Regions from separate parts of the Sus scrofa genome. Here regions 1 and 3 are each linked to region 2. The links are chromatin contacts, called in public Hi-C and HiChIP or PLAC-seq maps. All regions are on one chromosome and are shown on one strand. The core of a region is the stretch at or near the end of the contact, and the rest is flanking DNA. Distances in the headings are between cores, read along the strand shown.

Region 1 (3,506 bases), core at 826-3,325, 72 kb before region 2:
CACCTTCATGATGACACAACATAAGGCAGGTTAAAGGTGACATCAGGGGATAGGAGCTGTACCCTCTACGTGAGCCTTAGCATGTTAAGTCAAATGGACTTCAAACTGGAACCACAAAATTCTTTCCCAACAGCTTGTTGCTGAAATTTGGATCCAGTAAAGAATAAAGGTCTCTTCCAGTCCTAAGAAAATACTCAGAAAAATGGCACCCCCTGTTTCCACAACAGCCCATTTGGAAAACCCTATTTTTTTCCCCTGTGGCAAATTACCCTTCACCTCCCCCCCCCAATTCCAAAAACTGCAGACAAATTTCTTCAATTGAAAAAATGTAATTACTAAAGAAAACCACAAGCATTTGAGGGAAAGCTGAAGTAGATCTTAAATTTGAGTCACACACTTGCTTTTAATAATAATAATTCTACTTTCTAAAATAATCTGGCACTTACCGGCACACAGTGACAGATCTGCCCTCATATTCCAATGCCTGTGCCCTCCCATAGCACAAACTGGATCCCAAAACACAGAAGAGGCCCCCTCAGGGAGCATGCAAGAGAACATTTACTTTTTAGACTGTAAATTCTAACACTGTAATCTCCTTTTAATTCTTATGTCACATTATATTGGTCAGTTAATTCCAACTGCTGGAAAAGGAAGTAACTAGGGAGTCACAGTTGGCAAAGAAACCAAACATGAACTGTTACTGTGGTTAACTTCAGAGAAAGAATTACTAAGCCCACATCTAAAACCCTTCCAATTCACCATCTAAAAGTCAAATTACTCTATACCCAAAGGTTTTATCTAACTGCTTCCATCATTTCCTCAAGTCCTGAGTGTGTATGTGTGTGAGTGTCTGTCTGTCTTCTGCTGTGTGTCTGTGTACTTCATATGTTACAGTGAATCCTGTGTCTGTCCCTCACTAGCTGTTTGATCTTGTACAAAATTACTTAACTCTCGAGGCTTGGAGTCTTCATCTTAACTGTAACACTTCTACCTTATAGAATTATTCAAAGATTTTATTATACAAAGCATCAAGCACTGATCAGACCTATATTACACAACAATAATGAAAGATTATTATTAAACATAAAGGCCACATTCAAAACATGACTAATATTTTTAATGGACTAACTCTCAGGAAGAAAGGGGAAAAGGGGATATGACTAAATTTGTCCATCCCAGTGTAAGCACCTAAAACGGTCTGTGGTGAATCAACTGAAGATGGTTGAGTATGTACCCTCCTGAAAATTCCTATGTAAATGCTTTAGTCTTACTCTCCCCTAAAGAGGGAAAGGCACTGCTGTCATTTAAAGTCTCTCAAGGAGCTGTTATGCTCAAAAGGCAGTAGATACCAGCCATGTGATGAAAATCACCTTCTAGAAGACCAAAGTCTTCAAAGAAGGAGGGTGGTAAGAATAGGAATTGTGAGCTGCCCAGAACAGAATCTTGAGTCTAGAAAGATTCTGATGTGGTAGAGAAAAAGCAAAGGAAAGGGGTCTTGAAGGCAGCAGAACTAAGCCAGTCCTCTGTCATTCCCTCCACAGTTTATTTTCTCTTCCTTGATCTCAGACTATGTCGTCTACATTTCTTTGTCTTTCTGATTTGACTGGACAGAAAGTAGAAATGAAATACATTTCATATTACATACTTATGAACTTTATAATACCTATTCTTTGTGTTTTAAAAGCGTGACTTAAACATTATATTTCTTCTAGGGAAAAGAATAGTTAAGGAAGGTATGTCTAAATTCATGCACTTTAAATTCAAACAATTCCTCTTCCCCCAAGTTTCAGGTTCTTCAGGAATAAGAAAAGATTCTCATTCGTACATGACCCTTATTAACCTTTCTTCAATCCTTTCATATACTCTTTCTTAAAAAGTAGCCAATCTTTCATGGCTCTTCTAATATCTAAACTTTACCTAAGAAGTGACCAAGTTTCTCTAAGGATCCAATTTTATGGAAGATCTTGGAATACATAAGTAATCTAAATGACTTGTCCACAGTTACACAGCAACAGTTAAAACTGTGTTTGCTCCATGGGCCACCCATTCAGACACAGTGCCTCTTGAGTGGTTATGATGCAATCTTAAAATCAGGCAAAGCCCAAAGTCCTTTCACTAGATTAAAAGTTCTGGGAATGTCACCTCCCCCTCATCTCCCTTCTCCTTCCCACCATTTACCAATATGTTCAAAACCTTCTTCAGAAATATAAAAACCCTTTAGCTATTCTTTCTAACTGAAGTTGGAAATTATTATCATTGAAGTCTCAGCACTAATGGATTCTTTAAAAAGAGGCCAACTCTAAACAAATTTAGTTTGGGTTCTCTTTGCTAAACAAAGGAAATTCTAATGTTTTACTAATAATCTGGTGGAAGTCCAATAAAATGTTTGTTAAATACATAAGATAAAAAATAAATAATGACCTGTTAAATGCTTGTTACCAACTTTCTTAGGTGTGGGGAGGGCAGAGGAGGATGAATGCAATTATTTGATATGGTTGAATCATCACAACTGTGAGAGATTTTTTGAAGGTCATTTATGTAAACATCAATTAAATGAGAATCAACAAGATTTATGGAGCACCTTCTGTACTCCAGTTACTGATGTTTGGAACATAATAGCTTCTCCATAAATGTGTGTTAAATTTACATTTAATTTACAATAATGACCTTTAAAATGTTGTTTAAAGAAGAATATACATTTCATTCATGCCTTTTAGAAGCTCAGAGGTTGCTCAGACAGAAATGTAAAAATTTAAAAAAAATAAACTGGGATAGGTGTTATAAATAAGTATATATCAAGAGGAAATCATTAGTTCTTCCTATGAAGGATGGCCAAGGGCATATCATAAAAGATTTCAGAGGGAGGTGACCTTAGAAACAGGGTCTTGAAAAATGAACACATCTCATATCTTCCTAGTACATATTCCTCTCTACTACCAATATGATATCTTGAAAAGCTAAAACTGATAAAGCTGTTTCCCTGCTAAAATTCTTACATTTAATCCCAATACACAGAAAAAAACGCCAAAACTTTTAGGATACCATTCAAGGCACTTGGATCTAGCCCCTACCAACACCTGGGTCATACTGCAGCCCCTGAACCTTTCAGTTTCATGTGAGTCACTTCTACTTGTTGGCCCTGAGCCTTTGTACATGGTATCCACCTTTTTTTCCTCCCTAAAGCCCTCCATGTTGAGGTCCTTCCTATTAGATTCTAAACTATATAAAGTCAGGGTTACTGCTCTGCTTAACCTTACAGCCCTGATCTTTGGTACGGTGGTTTTAAATTTGGTTAAGCCAAATAAATAGAAAACAGTTGGTCTATAAACCATGGAAGTGCATAAAGAATACTAGGCACGCCCCTTCTGTGCAGAAACGTCTTTCAAAAATGATACAAATAAACTTACTTACAAAACAGACATAGACTCACAGATACAGAAAACAAATGTGTGGTTAACCAAACGGGAAGAAAGCAGAGTGTGGGGGGGAATTAACAGACATACACT
Region 2 (3,507 bases), core at 15-2,514:
TAATGTCCCTGGATGGCTGTTGTCACAAATCTCTTATATATTACAACAGAGGTATCATACCATTCCTCAAATAGGGCTTTCTTACAGGGGTGGGGTGGGGAATGAAAGCCTTGACCCAAGAGAAGAAAGAAGTCCAGAACCTCAGTTTTTGCCATTAAAACTCCCAAATGTGGATGAACCAAGATTCTCAACACATCGCTGGCCTCGCACTTTCACTGCGGCACCACCACTGCTGTCATCTGATTGTACAACAGAGTGTTGAAGCCCTGTCATGGAACTGTGGTGGCCAGCCGAGACTGTCACAGCTATCTGCAGGAAAGGGAGCGTGCCTTAGGAAAATTCCAGTATAAAGCAAGATGAAACACCTTGAGTTCATCACCAGGAGCAACAGCATACAGAATTATTTGATCAACCCATTTAACTCTATCAGTGGTACTTTAATTAACTTTGCGGGAAAAGGAATAAAAGTTTCCAAGGCATCACCTTTCTTAGTGAAAGATAAGAAGGTAAACACGTTGTCATATTTATCCCCCCCCCAAAAAAAATGTCCTCTTTGGAGTAGGACACAATGACTGCCATTACCTCCTTTCTTCTAGAATACCCTGAATTATCAAGTTTTTATTGGAAAGTATATGCATTGATACATCTATCATAAAAAAATATATTAAGTGTTCCTATTTTTTTCAAAGGCTTCCCTCAGCTAATATCTATTTCCAAGGGACAGTTAGGATGCAAATGACATTTTGCTTAATTAAAAATGATAACATTTTGTCTAAAACAAACTAGAAACTTTAAGGAAAACTCATCCACTGGCATTCTTTTGAAACATACACATAAAACGTTCGACAGTGCTTTTTCTTGCCTATGGGTGTTTGTTGTGCAAGACAGGAATTCCGTGTGCAGTAACTGAATGAGGAATTGGAACCTTCTCATGGAAGTTTTACCTAATTACGCTCCGACGTGGAACAAAGGACAAGATATACATACAGTAGCTAAAGAGTTAATCTTTAGCAACTCTGCTCAAAAATCCTAATGGCAGACTGCCCATCATTCTTTTAGACAGAGCTTGTCAGAAAAACTAGGGCAGCTTGTCCAGCTCAGCAGTCAAATGATTACTAGTGAACTCAATGGGGCTCCCAGCCAACCCCTGCGATTGCTGCCAGCCCCTTGGGTATTCAAAGGCCAAGTTCCAATGTGGTTTACTTTGCCAGAATCACATGATGTCAGTGCTATTTTCTTCGGACCAGACCAACCAGTCATTCAGGTTCCTGCGAATGGGATGAGTGCAGGAGGCTGAGGCCAGCACTTAGCTGTTAGAGGTCACACAGACACCGAGGGGCTATGCCTTGTCACCAGAGCCCCGGGGGGCCCCTAGAGCCTCCTGTGGAAAGCCTGCTCATCCCCGTGTGTCAGTTCCAGTGACCCGATCCTGCACTGCATCCTGGTACCCGAGTCCCCTCCACGACCAGGAAAGACTCAGGCTCACTGGACAGGGGACACACTTGGGGCGGAAAACAAACAGGTCCAACTTTTATAAATAACCAGCTGGGTAGGAAAGCAAGAGAAAACGGGCCTTGGCTTTCACTCCCATTACATTATTTGAGGTTTAATAGGCGAGCCGCATAAATTCTGTGGGATTTAGTCAGCTTTATCCACATGTGCCCACATTCCCTGCCTGGTAGTAGGACATGAATTAATTTTTACATCTATCTGGAGATTTTTCAGTTGCTACAGGATTTGCAAGAGTACATGTGTCCAAGGGGTAGCCAGTTTTTAAAATTGTGGTTACCCTTATCTCTCAGTAAGAAAAATCATTTCACTCCTCAAAACCCAAGACAGGGAAATAAAAATGAGGTCTACTTTTTAGCCTTTCCTTCCTTTAGGAGAAAATCTAAGTGTTGGGAATAGTAAAAGGACTGGTGGAGCTTGTGGACACCACTTTCAAAGTCTAGAAATAATTTCCCAAGTGCTTTAAGCACTTTGATTTATTGCTGATTATCCTCTTTATTCTTTCTTTCTTAGGGTGTTTAGAGACCTATTTATGATGAATTCATTTAAAAACATTCATTTTAAAAGATGTTAAGTCCTGAAAATACCTTAAAAGTTAAAAATAGTATACAGAGATTTTATATTTTGTCATGATATGTGGCTTTTTCCATCTTTTCTTTTTCCTGTCAATAAATAAAAGTAGTAAAGCTACTGAGGAAAAATATGCACTAAGGTAAGAATTATAACAATTTTAAACATTTACATTATTAAGAGAAAACAAGCTGCTTCAGTTTTAACATGTGAAAGAAAAATGAAGGTAATAATTCCATTAATTGCACAATTAGTATAAAAGACAGTACATGTTTGATGAATGAATGAGCAAATGAATTCTCTATTATTCACTACTTGTTACATTTTTACTAAATACTACCTTGGGGAAACTCTGAGCAAAGTGACTGAGAAGAAGATTTTAAATACAAAGTGTCTTAAGGTTTACAGATAGAGTTTTCCATCTATCAGCTTTGTTGGAGGAGGAGTGGCTTTCCCATCTCTTCGCATCAAAAGACTGCACCCATGACAATCACCAGCATTAAATCCAGGTAAACTTTTACAAGCAGAAGTCAATCTGTCAAGGAAAGTGTATGGTTACAAAAGACTGGAGAAAGAGGGAGGGAGGGAGAAAAGGGAGGTAAGATTCTTAGGACAGAAGGAAGGAAAACAAACCCCCTCCAAAAAAAAATTATTTTTACATCAATGCTTCTTAATTTTCATTCATTCCATCCATGAAAAAAAGTTTAAGCAGATTGGCAACAACTTCAAAGTCAATGTTATCACCAGTTATTCAATCAAAATCAGGTGCTATAGTTAACTCTCCCTGATGGTTATAGCTCATCTTTGACTATTCAACTTATCTTTTGTCCTGCTTTTTTATTTCCTTCTCAGATGCATCTTCACAGCATACCTCTAACATAACATCTTTAATGAACTAACAAATGTTTGAAAGAAAGAAGCTTGCTGGATACGAGTTCTTTGGTGCAAAGGGACTAAGCAGTCACTACCAATTAGATTATAGCTGGATAATTTGACAGTTCTCAAGATGATTGTTTCAAGGAAGGCTGGAAATGTACAAAGAGAGAACAGTCTGTACATGTGTCATGTGTGGTTTTCTCTGCCTAGGACAATACAACACAAAAAATCCCAGAAGGAAAAAAGAAAGGGAAATTTTGATCCTTTTGACAGTGAAGAAATAATGCACAAATTAAATGTTTTAAGGCAAGTTGTCTGAAATTCTCTTTTGAGAATAAGTAATATCCTGGGAGCTGCCCCTAGATAGCTTTGAGGAATTTGTAGGGTAAGTATATACTGCTCAAGCCAACATCTAAGGCTCCTCATGAGGTAACCACAACATATTTGTCCATATGGCCCCTGATGGTGCTGCATGGATTCCGTATTCCAGCCACACTGTATAATGTCTCCTGCATTCTCTTGCCCTTTGACTATAGCTCATGCTATTCATCT
Region 3 (3,218 bases), core at 301-2,800, 64 kb after region 2:
CCCTGGGCAGGGGCGCAGCAGGCACTCGGGGGGCCGCAGGGGGCGAGCGCTCGCCGGCCTGGGCCCTGCCCACCCCCGGCGGCCTCACCCGGCCCAACCGCCCTGGCAGCTCGCAGTCGTCTGCTCTCAGTGCCCAGGGCGCCGGGATGGGCACGCGCGGTGACCGTGGGCGAGGGACCGTGCGCTGAGTCCCACGCCGCCCTGCAAACCCCACCGCAACTCCCGGCTGTTTCTTCTGCGGGGGACCGGGGTGTGCGGAGATCAACTAGAGCCATTAATTGTCCGCAGACGATAGCAACAAAACAAAACAAAGGCATTTCGGGCTAGAGAGAAAGCTCGAGAGAGCGACCGAGACATGTACCTGAGTGAGACAGATGGGAGAATACATCATGACTTCGCCTTAAAACGCACTTTCCCGGAGATGCCCAAGAAAATCTTCAAAAAGCAAGAATTTCATCTATTCATTTTACAGTCATCTGAGCCTCGCGATGCGATCAATCAGGACCGGGCTCTGCGCTGGATCACCGCAACTTCACAACAAACCCAGTCCTCCTTAAATAGCCAAAGATTCAAGTTCACTCGGCGTGCTAGATTTCCCGGGTTGAAATCCAATCTACACTTTTAACCCTCCTGCAGTCCGAGCGCGCTGGCCGTGCTCGCCGAGGCCGCCGCCGCCGCCGCCGCCGGTGTTGGCTGCTTTTCGCCCGGGTTTGGGGATTTGTTTTCTGTTTTGCAGTTGTTGTTGTTGTTGGGGGCTAGGGGGTGCACGAAGGTTCGGTGTGGGTTGGATTGGGGTAGTAGGTGGTGGTGAAATGCTTTTTTAAAAAAGGCGGGGAGGGGGGCGCAGGAGAGAGGGCGGGAGGGAGAGCGAGGAGAATGTGTCACCGCGCTGGGAAAGTTCAAGGTTACAGCCCGGAGCACTGCGGCAGGATCCCGGAGTGGTGATCGCAGGCGAAACTTTGCCGCGAGCCGACCATGTGTGTGCGCGAGGGGGAGCGTGAGCGAGTGCGCGCGGGTGGCGGGGCGCGCGCGGGAGAGGGCCTGGGTGGGGGCGGGGTGGGGTGGGGGAGCCTGGAGAGGCCGGGGTGAGGGAGGGGGCGCGAGCGCAGGTCTCCCGAGCGGAAGAAGCTCGCGGCGCGCGGTCCCCGGCTGCAGCCGCCCGCGCAGGCTCCTCCACGCCCGCCCGCCGGCCCGCCCGCCTCGCCCCGCGTCTGACCCGGCTGAGCGAGGAGGCTGCTGCTGCTGCCGCTGCCCAGAGCCCAGGGGGATCGGAACGCGCTCCTGAAAAATCCCAAACGATAAATCCCGCTCTCCCGTTCGGCTGCAAACTCCTCTCTTTTCTGCTCTGGGCTCTTTTTTCCCCTCCCTCTCTCGCTTTCTTTCGTTGCAAAACTTGGAAGTTGAAAAATTCACCGGTTCCACCCTCTGGACCCCGCTCGAGCTCTCTCCAAATCAGACTTAAGGATTGTTTTATTATTTAATTACACAATCATCGCTTTACTCCTCCTCCTGCAAACGCGCATTCCTTTTGCACCAGCCTCTCCACACCCCCCGCCCCCCACCTTCCTCCTCCTCCTCCACTAGCTTCTCTCTCTCTCTCTCTCTCTCTCTCTCTCTCTCTCTCTCTCCCTCCCCCCCCCTCTCTCGTTTAAGGTCTCATTCCAGTTCAACAGAACCACTTTTTTTTTTCTCTTTTAATAGATTTTCTTTCGCCCTTTGGACGAATAAGTCCCGCACCCCACCACCACCATACGTACACACCCCCGAAAACCCGCCCTGGAAGAGCTATTTCGGTGCTCGCTGCGCACTCTTTAAGCCGCGGGAACCTCCAAGTGGAAGAAACACTGAGCCGGACTGGGCCCGAGAAAGGAACGAATGGAAAATTCCCTCACACCCTGGCCGCCCCGGGGCCCGGGCTGGGGCGCCGACTCTCGCACCCCGGGCGGGCGCGGTATGCCAAGCCCGCTGGCTAAAGGGAGGAGGGGGAGGTCGGGGAGGCGGGGGCCTGAGTGAACTTGGGCTCAAGTAGTTGGGGCGCGCCGGCATGGTTGGGGGCGGGGCCCTCGGGGGTCTCCCCAGCGCAGGCCCGCGCCCCCGAGCAGCTCCGCAGAAGCAGCGCGCCTCGCCGTGGTTTGCCGCCCTCCCTGGGGGGGTGCCTGGTGCACGTGGCCTCGCTCGGAGCGGGAGGACTGGTCCGAACTGCCGCCACCGCTGCCTCCAGCTCCCGCCTCCTCCTCCTCCTGCAACCCGCTCAGCACTCCTCCTGCAGCCCCTTTGGCTCTCTCCCAATCCCCACCTCCCCGCGGCCCGGGGCGCCGGCGGAAAGCGGCTCCCGCCCAGCTAGGGTGCAGGCAGGGCGGGGCCGCGGCGCACCCGGGGCTGCGGGGCGGCCGGGCGCGCGCACGCGCGCGAGCCGGGTGCGTGTGCCGCTACAAGCCCTGCAGAGGCGGCAGTGCCCGCCTTGCTCCCGCGCGGGGCCCTGCCCCCACCCCGCTCAGAGCGGCGGGCCCCGTGTGAATGAACTTGATTTCGGAGGTTTGGAGGCCGGCGGTTTGTCTTGCACTCTTTCTGCGCGCGCGCATACATACGCGCGCACACACACACACACTCACTCGCTCACTCACATACACACCCCACCCCCCACATTCCGGTTTTCGGCTCGGGGTGGGTGGGGAAGAGGTGGATGCAAAGGCTGGGCAGACAATGGGTAGAGGAAAAGTGAGTGCCAGGGGCTCCGTGTCTACCTAGCCCGGGGCTGCGAATGGGACCTGACAACCTAGCCCCGGGGCGGGGCCTCCCCCGCCTCCGGCTGTGTTCTGGGGCTGTTTCGAGGCTCTCCTCTGATTCTTCTTTCCTCTTTTCCCCGCTTCCCTTACCTCGATTTTTTTTCCCTCAACTTTCTCCTCTCTCAGTCTCTCCGGTTCCTGCCCACCGCCTCCTCCCCTTCACTCCCCACCCCCACAGCCGACCTGAAGGAACCAGTGACTTTTTCCATCACCAAGTGGGAGTTATCCACATCAAGCATTTCACAACGACACATCAAGAAAAGTAGGCAGGTTCAAGTCAACCATGAAATGGTCACTTTTTAACCCCGTCCTGTCCTCATTAGGGAAATGCTCAAACACAGTCCGTTTTCAAAGAGCGCTCTTAATGAGGCAAGCCTGCCAAGTCTACCAGCTGCAGCCCCCGTAAACCAAGAGCCCTAAGAAAAAAGGCGC

The links. A called contact is a pair of places that touch in the nucleus more often than the background predicts. HiChIP or PLAC-seq counts read pairs in DNA pulled down with a chosen protein or histone mark.
Region 1: a contact with region 2 is called in a Hi-C map of liver, with 1.8 times the contacts expected there. The contact joins two enhancer-like sites. A contact is called at or near these places in 5 of 47 Hi-C or Micro-C datasets (liver, psoas muscle and skeletal muscle).
Region 3: a contact with region 2 is called in an H3K27ac HiChIP or PLAC-seq map of skeletal muscle. The contact joins the promoter of NFIB here to the enhancer-like site in region 2. A contact is called at or near these places in 1 of 5 promoter capture datasets (liver), 11 of 47 Hi-C or Micro-C datasets (alveolar macrophages, embryonic fibroblasts, epiblast stem cells and 5 more) and 1 of 2 datasets of contacts at active chromatin or transcription factors (skeletal muscle).

Annotation. Positions count from the first base shown.
Region 1 is chr1:208,316,775-208,320,280 of Sscrofa11.1, reverse strand. The region is part of intron 2 of NFIB (nuclear factor 1 B-type); the gene reads right to left. Among named protein-coding and RNA genes, the nearest start is that of NFIB, 140 kb to the right of the region's middle. Within about 2 kb of position 2,075, at least 5 of the 83 cell types and tissues checked have an H3K27ac peak or open chromatin away from gene starts, as enhancers often do. A contact at or near this core is called in liver, where this site is marked.
Region 2 is chr1:208,244,373-208,247,879 of Sscrofa11.1, reverse strand. All of the region lies in intron 2 of NFIB (nuclear factor 1 B-type), which reads right to left. Among named protein-coding and RNA genes, the nearest start is that of NFIB, 64 kb to the right of the region's middle. Within about 2 kb of position 1,264, at least 35 of the 83 cell types and tissues checked have an H3K27ac peak or open chromatin away from gene starts, as enhancers often do. A contact at or near this core is called in liver and skeletal muscle, where this site is marked.
Region 3 is chr1:208,180,729-208,183,946 of Sscrofa11.1, reverse strand. It overlaps NFIB (nuclear factor 1 B-type), which reads right to left and starts at 1,550. Exons shown (of 12, transcript XM_021063648.1): 1 at 362-1,550. The coding sequence starts at 391. LOC100514506 (a long non-coding RNA gene) reads left to right here and starts at 2,418. Exons shown (of 4, transcript XR_002335940.1): 1 at 2,418-3,218.